Linked DNA regions of Anas platyrhynchos: region 1 is linked to region 2. Evidence: chromatin contacts called from public Hi-C data. All regions are on one chromosome and are shown on one strand. The core of a region is the stretch at or near the end of the contact, and the rest is flanking DNA. Distances in the headings are between cores, read along the strand shown. Region 1 overlaps N4BP2 (NEDD4 binding protein 2). Region 2 overlaps CHRNA9 (cholinergic receptor nicotinic alpha 9 subunit).

The links. A called contact is a pair of places that touch in the nucleus more often than the background predicts.
Region 1: a contact with region 2 is called in a Hi-C map of liver, with 3 times the contacts expected there. The contact joins two enhancer-like sites. A contact is called at or near these places in 2 of 8 Hi-C or Micro-C datasets (liver and skeletal muscle).

What each region holds. Positions count from the first base shown.
Region 1 is chr4:55,764,216-55,770,585 of IASCAAS_PekinDuck_T2T, reverse strand. It overlaps N4BP2 (NEDD4 binding protein 2), which reads left to right. Exons shown (of 18, transcript XM_038178168.2): 18 at 1-692. Among named protein-coding and RNA genes, the nearest start is that of RHOH, 5.9 kb to the right of the region's middle. Within about 2 kb of position 2,140, at least 1 of the 8 cell types and tissues checked has an H3K27ac peak or open chromatin away from gene starts, as enhancers often do.
Region 2 is chr4:55,708,128-55,714,535 of IASCAAS_PekinDuck_T2T, reverse strand. The region is part of intron 2 of CHRNA9 (cholinergic receptor nicotinic alpha 9 subunit); the gene reads left to right. Among named protein-coding and RNA genes, the nearest start is that of CHRNA9, 13 kb to the left of the region's middle. Within about 2 kb of position 2,270, at least 2 of the 8 cell types and tissues checked have an H3K27ac peak or open chromatin away from gene starts, as enhancers often do.

The DNA.
Region 1 (6,370 bases), core at 891-3,390, 56 kb before region 2:
TTGTAAAGATCGGCCGAACATGGACTCTGAACAAGGTTGTGCTTGAGGAAGTAAAGAGTAACCAAATCGTTATTTCATCTTGCCACAAAATACGATTGGTATTTAAGAAAACAATTTTGTTGTTGATAATAGCAAAGCAGGATCATCACTAATGTACTATGATAAATTATACATAGGCTCTCTGTTGCTCATGCTTATATCTTTGAATGCATTTCTAGAATAATACTGCTCTCTTCACAGAGCTAGGGAGAGGATATAGCATGGACATGGACAAACAAGTGTTCATCACCACAGTTCCTGTGTATGATGATTACTTCCTTTTTTCTTGAACAAAAATATTTTTAGTAAAAAAGAACTCCAATGGAAACCCAACTGATCATACTATTTCAATGGCATTTCAGCTAAATACCCTGCTGAGCATTGAATGACAATGTGAATATGCATGTGAAAAGACCTAGTATTGCAGCTACCAGTTGTAAAAGCTGTTAGGACCAGTACATTGGAAGATATCAATGTCTATTTTTAAATTAAAAATTAAAAAAAATATTTTTTTTATTTGTATAAAGTTGTAATTTTGCTGTTAACTATAACTTTCATTTTTTACTGAAATACAATTTTGTAATTTGCATTTAGAATTTCTAATGTGAAAAGGACTTTACAAAATCTAGTTTAATAAAGAATTTTTGCCACAAGTGTAGCCTTCTGTCTCTCCTTGGAAGACTGCGTTTCAGCTCGTATCAGATTTTGTCAAATAGTAGACTCGGAGTTCTGCATGAAAGCCACTTGTCCTGGCTTTGGGATACCATCTGTAGGGAGAGAAAGCAACCATCTGCAGGCGTAAAAAGGAACAGATTTGTGGCCTGATTTTAAGTGATGTGAGTGGGAGCTGAATGCTCACATTACTGAAAATGAGGGTCATGGTTTCAGGTTGTTTTTTTTCTTTCTTTTTTTTTCCTTTTTTTTTTTTTTTTTTTTTTTTTCCCCTGAAGTAGCTGAAGAGAAGCTGCTTAGGCCCAGCTTATTGTGTAGGAGAGTGCGGGCAGAGTACGTCAGAGGGGCAGGTAGGAGCACTGTAAAGATGGTTTATCAGTGGAGGAAAGTGTGCTGGGCAGGCCTCCTTTGGTGAGACCCCTTAGGTCAGAGGCAATAATTGGATGGATTCTGAGGAAGAGCAATTGCTGTGTGACTGTGGGTTTATAGCTAGCAGTCCTAGCTTTTCCCAAGGCTGCTCGGTGCAGATCGAGTGCGGGTATTGCTGTATCGTGTTCCTGCAGGGGTGGGCAGACACCTGAGAGCGGAGTGCTGGCTGGAGTCCAGCGGGTTTCAGTAGCTCTGGTTGGGGACTGACTTCGACGTGAGTTGGCTCCTGCAGACTTGTTCCTATGATTTCTTTGCCTTATAGCTTGGATACGCTGCAGAAACAAGTCAGGTTTGTGTGCATTTGTACAGCAAAGCCCCAACTAAAAAACTGATAAAGAGCAGGGAAAACAGGGTTTGGAAACATGAAAGCTTGGTAGAAGCTAGCTTAGATTTGACATGGCTGATTCGGAGGCACAGCTACATACCACAGCCTGAGTAACGTCTAGTTATTTTTTTTTTCATTACTTACTGATTCCTGTTTCTGGCAGCAAGGGCCACCTTGGGGGTTATTTTCTCAAACTGCAGTGTTTTAAAGTGGAGGTACTGCTACTCTCTGGAGGCAGGACAGCAGTGTTTGTACACAGTGCTGGACACGGAGACCCAGCATGGTTCCTATCCTGGCTACAACAGTCTGTCCTGATCCGACAGCTGCTGATTTGGTTATGCCTTTAGTTCCCTGTGTGCTGGGCCGCCTCTGAGCTCCTCTCTGCTTACAGCTGGGAAACTTCTACTTGTTGGTGCTCTGAGGATTTCTGAAAGTCCTTCTGCCTTCATCAATACGAGAGGTGGAGTACTCTAACTTGTCCTTCCCTATGGAAATGGTTTGAACGTTACCATCAAAAATTAAAGGGTAATATTTTTTTTAATTATTATTTTTACAGGCAAACAGTAAATTTCAGCCTGAATAATTAACATGCAATTAAAAGTGGTACGTGCTGGCGGAACACATCAGGTATTGTGACAATAGGTGGTGCCCTTGCTAATGACATAGAGTGGTGGTGGCAGCAGCTTTTGCTGTGCCCTTCCCTGAGCTGTTGTTTCCCTGTGAGGCGCACTGGAGGATGTTATTACACATCACGTGCTGTTTGTTTCTTCCCCAGAGGAAGAGTACTGTATTCAGAGTATTGTTTTGGCGACTTTTTTTTTTCTTTCTTTGCGTATGGGTGGGGTTGGGCTTGTTTTCAAAAGGTTATTGCTGTTCTTTGCTGAAGATGGGCAAGACCCAGAAGTGCGTTTTGTGCTTAGATCTGGAGATGATAACGTTGGGTTTTCTCCTTCTGCTGCCCTGCGCTGCTCTTTGTAGCTTGGCTGTCTGGCTGCTGTTCAGAGCCTGGCAGGGAAAGAAGTGCTGTTCTGTGGAGTCCTGTGCCGCCGTGGGTGTTGCTGGTGGCGGAGTCATCCTGAAAGCTCATGGGGAAGGACTCTCTTGATTTTGCTTGACTTTATGTGTCACGGAGCCTGGCTGGGCTAGCTATGGCTTCTTAACTGTTGTCACCTGATAAAATGTCCCCTTTTCTTTAAGGTTGCTTGGTTTCTGTATGTCCTGGAAATGCTGTCTTTTGAGGATTTTCTCAGAAAGCCTTTCACATACACAGGGCATGTGTTTGTCTGGAGTGCTTGTTGGGAGCTTTAGCTTTTTAGGAGTGTGGTATTTAACAGCTCTCTTGTCTCATGACTCATTGCCCTGAGAAAGGGCCTTTCTTGCCAACCTCATGGTGCCCCTTTACCCTTTCCACCCTTCTGCCAGATCCAGGAGCCTTTCCCAACCTTGAGGTTGGTCTGTCCCATGTTCCCGAGTGCTGGGGAGTACCTGGAGCACTTGGGATGCTGAGTCAGATCCCCAGCCTTTTTCTCCTACACCTCAATGGAAAATATATTGGGGGAAGCTATGGGACACAGAAATAGGTGAGTTGGGAGGCCGGTAAATGCTAGGGCAGATCTGTAAGAGCTGATAGGGAAGGGTGTCAGAGTCACAGAATGACTGGGGTTGGAAGGGACCTTGAAGGTCATCAATCGGTCATGGGTGGGTGGGTAGCATGGAGATGTCCAGGAGATCCTGGGGTGCTGCGGGATTGTGTAGTAGGGTATCCTGAGTGGTTGGGGCACTACTGTCGGGGCAGCCCCGTTCCTCCAGCCCCCACAGAGCAGCACTGACGTATCCAAAGCAGCAGCTCGAAGCAGACTGCTGCCAGGATGCGCCATTCAGAGGTTTTGCTGAATTAAATACATGTGGTAGGTAGGGCTCAACATCCTGTGAGTAGCATGTTTTGTCCCACGGCCAGGTTCTGTTTTTGTTTGTTTTGCTTCTTGTTTTGTGTGTTAGCTTCATTTACGTAGCTTTCATGTTGTAAGAGGGCCACACATCTTCCTCTTGACTGAGATGAAAACTGTGCTGCCGATTCTGAGGAAGGGAAGGACTTGAAGTTTTGGTAGCTTGGTGGTGGACAAATGGGGCTTTTGGCATCTATTCAGAGACAAGAATTTAGGCTCTCTCTGCCACTTCAGGGTTTGACAAAGGCAGCCGTGTATCCCCAGTGCCACCAGAGGTCCCCATGACCTGAGACCCTTGTGCTGTCGTGCTATCTGAACTTGCTACCCAAGCTGTGAAAACATAAAAGACTGAGGCAGCTTTGGAGTGGGGGCAAAGGATAAAAGACACCATTTTGCTTTCCTCCCTATTGCCCTAAGCTGTTTTGTATCCTCTGTCGTGGTGTTGGGTCTGAAACTACATTTGTGTCCTCCCTGTGAGTAGGAATGCTTTTCATACAGCTCAGGAGACATTTGACCTGACTTGCAGTGTGCTAAAATAATAGTAAAATATTAAACGCTGATGCATTTCCTCTGTCTGATCAGGATGTGATAGCTGCTACGTTCTTCGGGCTGTAGGACATTTGAGTGTGGCAGTGCTTCCATGACAACACTTGTTTTTAAAAGCTTTGTAAGCAACCATGTGAATCGTTATTATTTTTGTGTTATCTTGAGAAACGCTTACCTCCACTCCATGAAACACTGCCATAGCTGGCAGCAGACACCAGACAGCACAGCGAACAATGGAAATCCTGCGCATGTGCCACAGATTTAATCAGTGTTTGATCTGTGAATGGGAGGAATGGTTGTATTGTCAGGTCAGGCTGTGGGAGCGTTACGTGTTTGCTTGACTTCTGCTAACTCAAAAGGCAATGCCTCCAACTCCCACCTCTAAAGCAGGCTTCCTCACCTGTGCGTCATCCTTTCCATTCCAGATTGCCCTTTTTTACTGCGTCTGCAGTGGCATGTAGACAAGCCACAGGGGAGCTCCCTGCCGTGACAGACCTCTTCTTCTTCCCCGGGAGAATGGAAGAAGGAACCAGCGTTTCCTCAGTGCTTCTGGCCTCTTTCAGCTCTTTCTTCCCCTGCTTCTCTTTGCAGGAAAGCACCTCAGCTTTGTGGCCCTTGGGCAAGGCCAGGGTGGTGAGGGCAGGAGGCTGATCTGACCATGAAGCCATGAAGTCCTTCAGCTTGGGCACGACTTCATGGAGAAAACCATGGAGCCTCCTCCATGGTTTCAGCAAAGCCACTAGGATCATCCTCATGGTAAAGCCAGATGGGGGGCAGGAAGTTTAGCTGTCCCTGGTGGCAGGGAATATTACACAGGTCAGACAGTTACAGAAACTGATGTGGGCTTGTGCCCATGCTAATTGGGCTGGTTGGTGTTTGGGGAATTAGGATGTCTACCTGATTCTAGGGAAGAATACTGAGTTTTGGGGAAGTAATGTGGTTGCTTTTAAGACAAAATCTGGGGGGAATTAAGTAACCCTCAGTATGGTACCTAAGCATTCTTCCCTTTTAGGAAAGGGGAAGTAGATTTTCAAGTTACTCTAAAGGAGAGCACTTCCCATAAGTTGTCCTGACTGCCACTTCCCTCCTGGCGTCACAGGAGGAATTATACCACGAAGCGATCGTCACTTTTCTGCTTGTCAGGTAACAAGAAAGGAAGGAGAGTAAACATTAGCTTTGTTGCATGGCATATGCCACTGACAGCCACATCTTGAGAGAAACATCCCAAAGAAATAGCTAATCTGTTCAAAAATTAAAGGCAGTAAAGAGTAATTTTGTTGTTAAGACTACAGAACACCGAGGTCTCAAACAGCAGGGAAATCTCTGCCTGCTGCAGCTCCACCAGCATACGGGTTCGTTGTATGGAACAGAGCTCAATTGGGCTTGAAAGGAGGCCGGATAATGATGTAGCTGCCCACACCCAAGTTCTAGAGCCAAACCCAAGCCTGGTCACCATTTGCACAACCTGGGGTTTTCCATGTTAGGCCTGAGAAGTCTGCACTCAGACGTGCCCAGTTCAATGCCTCACACCCGTCTCAGCAATGCTGCACCCAGACGCTGGGTGGCCCAGGGCCTGATCCCCGGAGCAGGAGTAGCTGAGGGGTGCTCCATGGCCACCTGAAGTGTGGGGCAAGCCTGGCGATGGAGGATGATATTTCCATGTTACTATGGGGACTGATCTGCTGTTTCAGGGCAGATGGAGGTGCTCCTTGGCCCTCCCTGCCCAGTGAGTATACTGCTGGTGGCTGTGGCCCCAGCTCCTCTGTAGCAGTGCAAAGCCCCTCCCTCCACACTGGAGCTGTGTTGGATCCTTTGGCACACCTCAGGGCAGAGGCAGAGCCTTGGAAGGGGCTCGACAGCTGAGGTTTGAGAGCTGAGCTGAGGGTTAGCCTCACGTCAGGGTTTGGCTTCTGTGTTACCACCACACGCTTCAGACTGTGCCACTGCAACACCAAGCTGAGGGGGGCCTAACCACTGTGTTAGCTTGCTTAGAAACCAAAGCCTTAACTCACCAAGGCAAAGTCATGATATATATTACCAAAATCCATGTAGGAGTTGCTTGTGAAACTGCATTTTCATTTCCTCTTTCAGATTTGGCTCTCTGACAATGAGTAATTCTGCAGATACTTCTATGCTGGGTCCATTTTAGAGACTTTTGTGATGCTCTCCTCCATGCTGAAAGGAGGTCCCCCTTTCTTTGAGGTATCTGCCCCTGGAAAGGGGATGTGCTCACCCCCAGGTTGAAATGGGTCTGGGCAATGTACCCGTCTGGTACTGCTTAAGAACTCAAGAGAAAGCAAATAGCAGCATCCCAGTTCTCCAATGCGCTGCTGACATCTTGACTGCACACATTTTATCCTGCTCCCCTTTGAAAATGATGATTTAAAAAAAAGAAAAAAAAAAAGGTTTTTAT
Region 2 (6,408 bases), core at 1,021-3,520:
AGCAGTCATGCTGCAATTGGAGTTCTGTTTAGATTGATACATTATGGTCTGGTTTCTTTCTTGACTTTATCTTTGGCATCCTGCCTTTGCAGCCAGCTGCTCTGTATTAGTACACAATATTAATCTTAGCTCTTTGCAGGGAACTTGGATAAGGATACAAATGTTTAGATGTAATTTAGTTTGTGTTGCAAGGTAGATGTGAGCTTACCAGGAAAGCATTTATCTTAGGGGGTGCTAGGGATTGCCTCTATGTAGATTCCCTCATGTATACAATGTTTTGCTACCTCTTTATAAGGATGTTACTTCTGACCCTCCCCTCCACTTTGAATTTTAAAGATAAAATTTACCTCTGAGTTAGCATCTGAAATGATGTCTGCCCTTTAGTTGTCTTCAGTAAACTTCTGAGTTTGGTCAGTTTTTGTGAAGTCCACCTGAGCCGATGGAATTGTGTTCGGGGGATCCTACAGTTGTCATCTGCCTGTACCACAGTACCTGGGGGGCTTCCTTCTACTTCTCAAGGCTGAGGTACTCTGTTGTCTTCCATGTCGCAAGAGCAATCAGGCAGAAGATATTTGAGTCTCTCTACACTCTTGTAACTGGGTAAAAAATTTCTATAATAATCCAATTTGGTTTAGAGCATCAGACTGGCTGTCTTTCCGTAGAGCATAGATCCTGTGATCAGCCACTCAAAGGCATGATCTAAAGCTGGAAGTGACCCCAATGAGAGAGAGCTGTATATAAAATAGCTTTCTGACAGCTAAAGCTATAAAATAGCTTTGTTCTTAACCCTGGCAGATACTGAATGCTTTGCAAGAACAGATAAAATACCCTGTCCTGGTGAAAAAGGATGAATGCACTGCAATTTAGATCTTACTAAACAATGCAAGGCTTCTCAGGACAAAAGGTTCCTCTGCTTCATGTGCTGCAAGGTGGTTGGTAGAGCTGTATGTGTAAGTGGACCAAAAATTAAATTTACTTTCAGAAAAAAAAAAAAAAAAAAAAAGACTGACATTTAAATTAGGCTTTTCTGTTTCTGGAAAATGTGGCTAATATTCCACATCATCTCATGACCTAACATGCTGAACACTTCCTAGTGTATTTCCTATCTTGTGTGTATGACAGAAGAAGAAAATATGAATGAGTATGCTAGTTTCAGGTGGTAGGGGATTTTGAGAGAGAAGGAAGGAGGAAGCAGTAGGTGGGTTGAGAAAATGAGGTGGAGAGAAACATGCTGCATGTAAATGAAGTGCTGTGTTCTGCTTCTCCAGAGCATGCACGGTAAGGCTGTTCTGCTGGCAAGAAGAGCTGTTGTTACCTGTGCTGTTAGGACTTTGTTTCGTCTAAGGAGAGGAGTCTTGACTCTGAGGAGTTAGCGTGCTGCTTGACCCCATCATAAGATAATATTCTGTAGCAAATGCTGTGAAGAATGTGAACACAACAGCTTCTGGGGAGAAAAATTGGCAGGAAAGCAAGTAGAAGCAGACTGTGAGACACTTCTTACAAACTGTGCTTAGAAACCAATCTGTTCTTCTTTATTGTTCTCTGATGAAGGGATGGATTATAAATGGTGCAGACAGCCTTGAGGCCTGTGATAATACAGTATCTGTAGCTTTTCCAGTTGGAGGCTTAAACTCTTAATGTTTTCCATGCAAAAAAGGATGAAAATACATTTTTAAAAAAAGTCTGAAACTTTTACTGAAACTGTACATGTCAAAACCTCAGCTTCAGGAACAAATAATTATTTAGACAGGAGAGTAAAGGTATCTTTAATTGAAAGAACAAACTTTTAAAATGTTTTTAAACTTCTTTCCTGCTTTGTTTGTGGTTTGTCCAAGATAAATATGTAAAACTGGAAGTTATTAATATGAAAATATCTCCCCCTGACTTTGGTCTGTCCTTAAGGTATATGCAAAGTCAAGCTTACCTTACAAGGCAGTACACTGAATTCATTTTTTTGATGTTTTGATTGCAACCTGTGCTTGTCCATACAACCATCAGAAGTTGCATGGCATGTGAGTGTTATACAGGTTCAGTGTACTGCTGAACGAATGGTACCCTGAATGTAAACATGAAAACAATGTTCTGCTCTGCTTATGGCCCTTACGTGTACCCACAAAGTCAAATGTTTGAATAAAATCATATGCAACTAGGGTTGGATGTTGTGCCTTAACTGATCTCTGCCTCAGCAGAAGCAGCCTCTGCTCTAAATATGGTTTCACATTGTGCAGTTGTTGACAGTGATTTATGTTTGCTCGCACTGAGATCCTCCCGTGACTGGCCTCGGGTGTGTTAGGCAGATCCAAGAGCCAGATTCAGCCATTAAGTAGTTCTGTTCCTTCTGCTTATCTTCTTTAAAAGAACATCTTTTCGTTGTTAATCTTGTATTAAATTTAAGGTAAATAATCAGCGAAATTAATCAAAGTAGATTAAAATGTGATGTGATTTTATGCAATAAACAAAGATAGTTTGGAGTGTCTGGGTAAACCAGTAGGCTGGCTTAACAGGGCCATCTGCTGGTGGACGCACTCTAAGGAGGGAACTTCGGATTTCACTGGAAGCAAGTCTAGTTTGGGGAGAGGTTAATGACTTGCTTCTGACTTGCAAACATCCATGACTCTGAAATTATCATTGTAAGCTGCTTTGTACTTGTGTCAGTTCCCGACTCTGTAGCAGAACTTATTACTGTAAAAACAGAGAACTGCTTGAGTATAAATTTATGCTCCATTCAAATGTTAAATGGGATGTTTCATCTGGGAGTTGTATTACCATAGATTAAGCCACAATTTAAAACTATATTGCAAGGAAGTGTGGGTTTGTAGATGAATCTCTCAGATCATTAAATAACAAATAATGTTATTACTCTTTACACAAAATGTCTACTTAAGGGACATTTGGTTTAAAATTACAGATTAAATTTCTTATAAAAAAGCTGAATGGTCTGGTGTACTGATAATTTTTTTTTAACTCTAATATTGAGAAGGCTTTTGGATATTTTTTTTATAAGCACTGCATTTAATGTAGCATCGTAAGTGTCTTTTGTATGCAGGCTCACTGCCTGCATGCCCTGTATGTGGCAACTCCCGGATATATTTGACTGGAAAGTACTGGTTATGATCTATTCCTTCACAAGCTTATAATGAATAAAATGAAACCCGTGCATAGGAATAAACTGAGTAATCAACACATGCAAGCATGCCTCATTTTCTTATTTTGAAAACCTGCAATTTTATTTGGAAAGGACACCTTAAAACAAAGGTTCAGGGTTCTTTAATATGTGATTTTGTGTGAGTTTCTGTGTATCAGGCTGTGCTACCCAGCACAGCTGTACTGCAGGTGTAACTGCTCACAGGATTGCCCACAGCCTGTGGCAAAGCAAACTTCATATCGGTTCCTGTGTGCTTATAGCAGCACACTTAAAACAGTGCCTTGGTCATTCCCTTGTAATTAGTAAGAAGCAGTAGCTGCTTGCTGACAAAAATGATAAACTATGCTCAAGGTATCACCTGAGAAAGCACTGATGTGACAGTATCGCCCCCAAACTTTGTCCCTAACTTTTGTCACCTGACAGCATACACCTTTTTACCCACAGGAAAAGCCAGTTAACATGCTGCCTAAGGGCTGCTCTGACCTTCTTGACTTCTAAACTATTTTCCATTTTTTCCCCCCTTTTGACAAGCAACTGAAGTGAGGGAGATGGATTTCATTACAGGTGCTTTGACTGAAATTACTTAGTGCTTCCCATTGAACTTGGCCATAAATGTCACTGATTTACAGACCCCACTAAAGCGCAGACGTTATCCAGTGACTGGTACTTGTACTGCATTTATGTTACAAGGCTTTGTAGGAGGGGGGGGGCTGCAGGGGTGGCTTCTGTGAGCAGAGCCCAGCAGCTGCCCCACGTCAGATCAGAGCCAGCTCCAGCTGGCTCCAAAAGGGACCTGCCACTGGCCTGAGCCAAGCCAGAGAGTGACACTGCTTGGGCCTCTGGTGGAGCAGGTTTAAAAAGGTAAAATCTCCACAGTGCTCTTACATAGAAATTGTGCCTGTGAAGGGACACATTATTTTTAGGGACACAGTTCAGATACACACAGTATTTTTTGTGTGTATCTGAACTGTTCTGGAACAATTATTTTTTTACTTACAGTTCATTCTGCCTTTTCATCTGTCCATTTTAATGACTATTTTGGTACCTGTCCTAATAGGATGGCACTGCAGTATATGATGAGGGGCATTGGACTTATCTCTATGGGAAGGAGGAAGTCACCTCCTCTTGTTTGTGATAAACCTGTAAGGAAATGCCTGCGATGCGAGGGAACTAACTCAGCAACATGAGGAATACAGGCAGAGCTAACAACGAGCTGGCTATCGGGGTAAAGGGAGTCCAGCCGTGGTATTGCTTTACAGTCACACTTCTCTCCTGTGAGTCTTTTTGCTAAAAGCAAAAGCTGTTCCAGTAATTCTGTAACCATTTTTAAACCCTGGTTAAGCTCACCTGGGAAATTGTACTACATTGGGAAGTAGCATTTTATCTACAGAATCCAGTCCTGCTCCTGATTCCTGTGCCATGGACTGATCACGGAGTTGTCCCTGCCAGTGGAAGCTGTAGCTTGCACAGCTGTGTTGTGCTTCTGCAAACCTTGCCTGTGCTGTCAGGCCTGGCAGTTGCTGTAGCTGCATATCTTACACGTGGTGTCACTTTGGTAGGTGGAAACACTTCTGTCCGTGTGCGAGCAGGTAGGCTGTGGTTTTTGCTATGTGACACGTTGGATGTGTGGTACTCGACGTAACCACACCAACTGAGGCAAATCTTACTGCCTTTTTTTTTTTTTTTTTTTTTTTTTGTGAGGGTTCATAGGTTCACTGGGCTGGTGTTGAGAAGCTATTGCTGAACATAAAGGCAGTAAAACTTGGCCCAACGAAGAAATGAGAAATGTCCAATCTGTGAAGAAACCAAATCTCACATTTGTAGTGAGAAATGCAATGGAATACAGTTTTCCTGCTGATATCCCATCTGTTTGTTGTCTTGCACAGCGTTAGCTTCAAGGAGGCAGCTCTCAGGTTACGGAGAGAGGGAGGGATCATCAGAGCCCCAGGCAGCTGCAGGAGCTGAGACCATTGCTTCAGGACAGACAGCTGCTGAGGGAGGACTGAGTTGCTCCTAGCTGCTCATCAGTGCCACAGCAACTTTGTGTTGCTGTGCAACTTGTGTTTTGTTACACTTTTGGATGGTGAGAAGGTCTAGAAATGAAGAGAAAAATTCCATCCTCCTCTCATGTCTCTATCAGGTTGCTGTTCACAGCCGTGATGCTTCAAGGTGAGAAACACTTTTTGGTAGCTAAGTGTTGAATTGGCATTTATTTTATTCAGGTAGAAGCTGGTGTCCTGATGCATACTACATGGTTGAGCTCCAGCAATCCCCCTCATCTGCTTTTTTTTTTTTTTTTTTTTTGGTCTTACTGATGCATAGACAAAATGAATGATCGTGTACAACCAGATAGATCCAAATGCTCCTTGTGAAGCTTTGGTTTGTTAGGATTTCTTTTTCATCAGGAAGGTTAACTTTGAATTCTGGTAAGTCCAGGAAGTCACTGTGAGTCACCAAAGAGCAATGTCCTCCATAGCACTTGTTTCCTGTGTTGTGCCAGCTGGCGTTTGCACAAGTCTCGTGAAGGTTACTGTCCTTGTCCTTTGCCTGCAGAAATGTGTGAATTTGTCTAAAGGTAATGCAGACACTGCCTAGAGAAACGGTAATGCAGTGTGGAACAGCAGAAGTGTGGTAAATCTGAAATTTTAGTGGAATACCCATAGGAAGTCTGGATAGTAATGAATACATGATTTGGGAAAGATGTTAGTCCAAGGATGTGTTCATACCTCGTGTAGTTGTCAAATTGTGAAGAAAAGCAGCTTAGACTTCTTCCAAGTGCTGTATTTTTTTTTTATTTTTTTATTTTTTAAGGGCAGAGGGAGGGTAAATTCTGAAAGTAGCATGAAAGTAGCAGTGTTACATTTAAGGAGACATCACAAGCTATTAGCCTGGGAGCAGGTTCGACTTCAGGCTTGGCTTCTAATTTTAGCTTAGCAGATGTGTCACTCTAAGCCAATAATCTCTATGCCTATGAAAGAAATCAGTAAAATAGAGGTAATGACACTCAAAAATGGCAGGAATCTCTGGATAGAGAATTTTTTTTCATCGGGTGTGAAAAGCTAAAGCTAGCTATTCATTTACTACAGGTGAATGCTGTCTTTATTTGAATAACTTCATCGGGTTTACTCTGTTTTTGCACTAAATGATACTCTACAATATGTGAATGATAAATATAGCAAATGCTGTTTGAAGCTATAGAAAAAGGCTATCTTCTGATATTGCTCAGTGCTTAATCTGATGTACTGAACAAAAACGTGTTATCT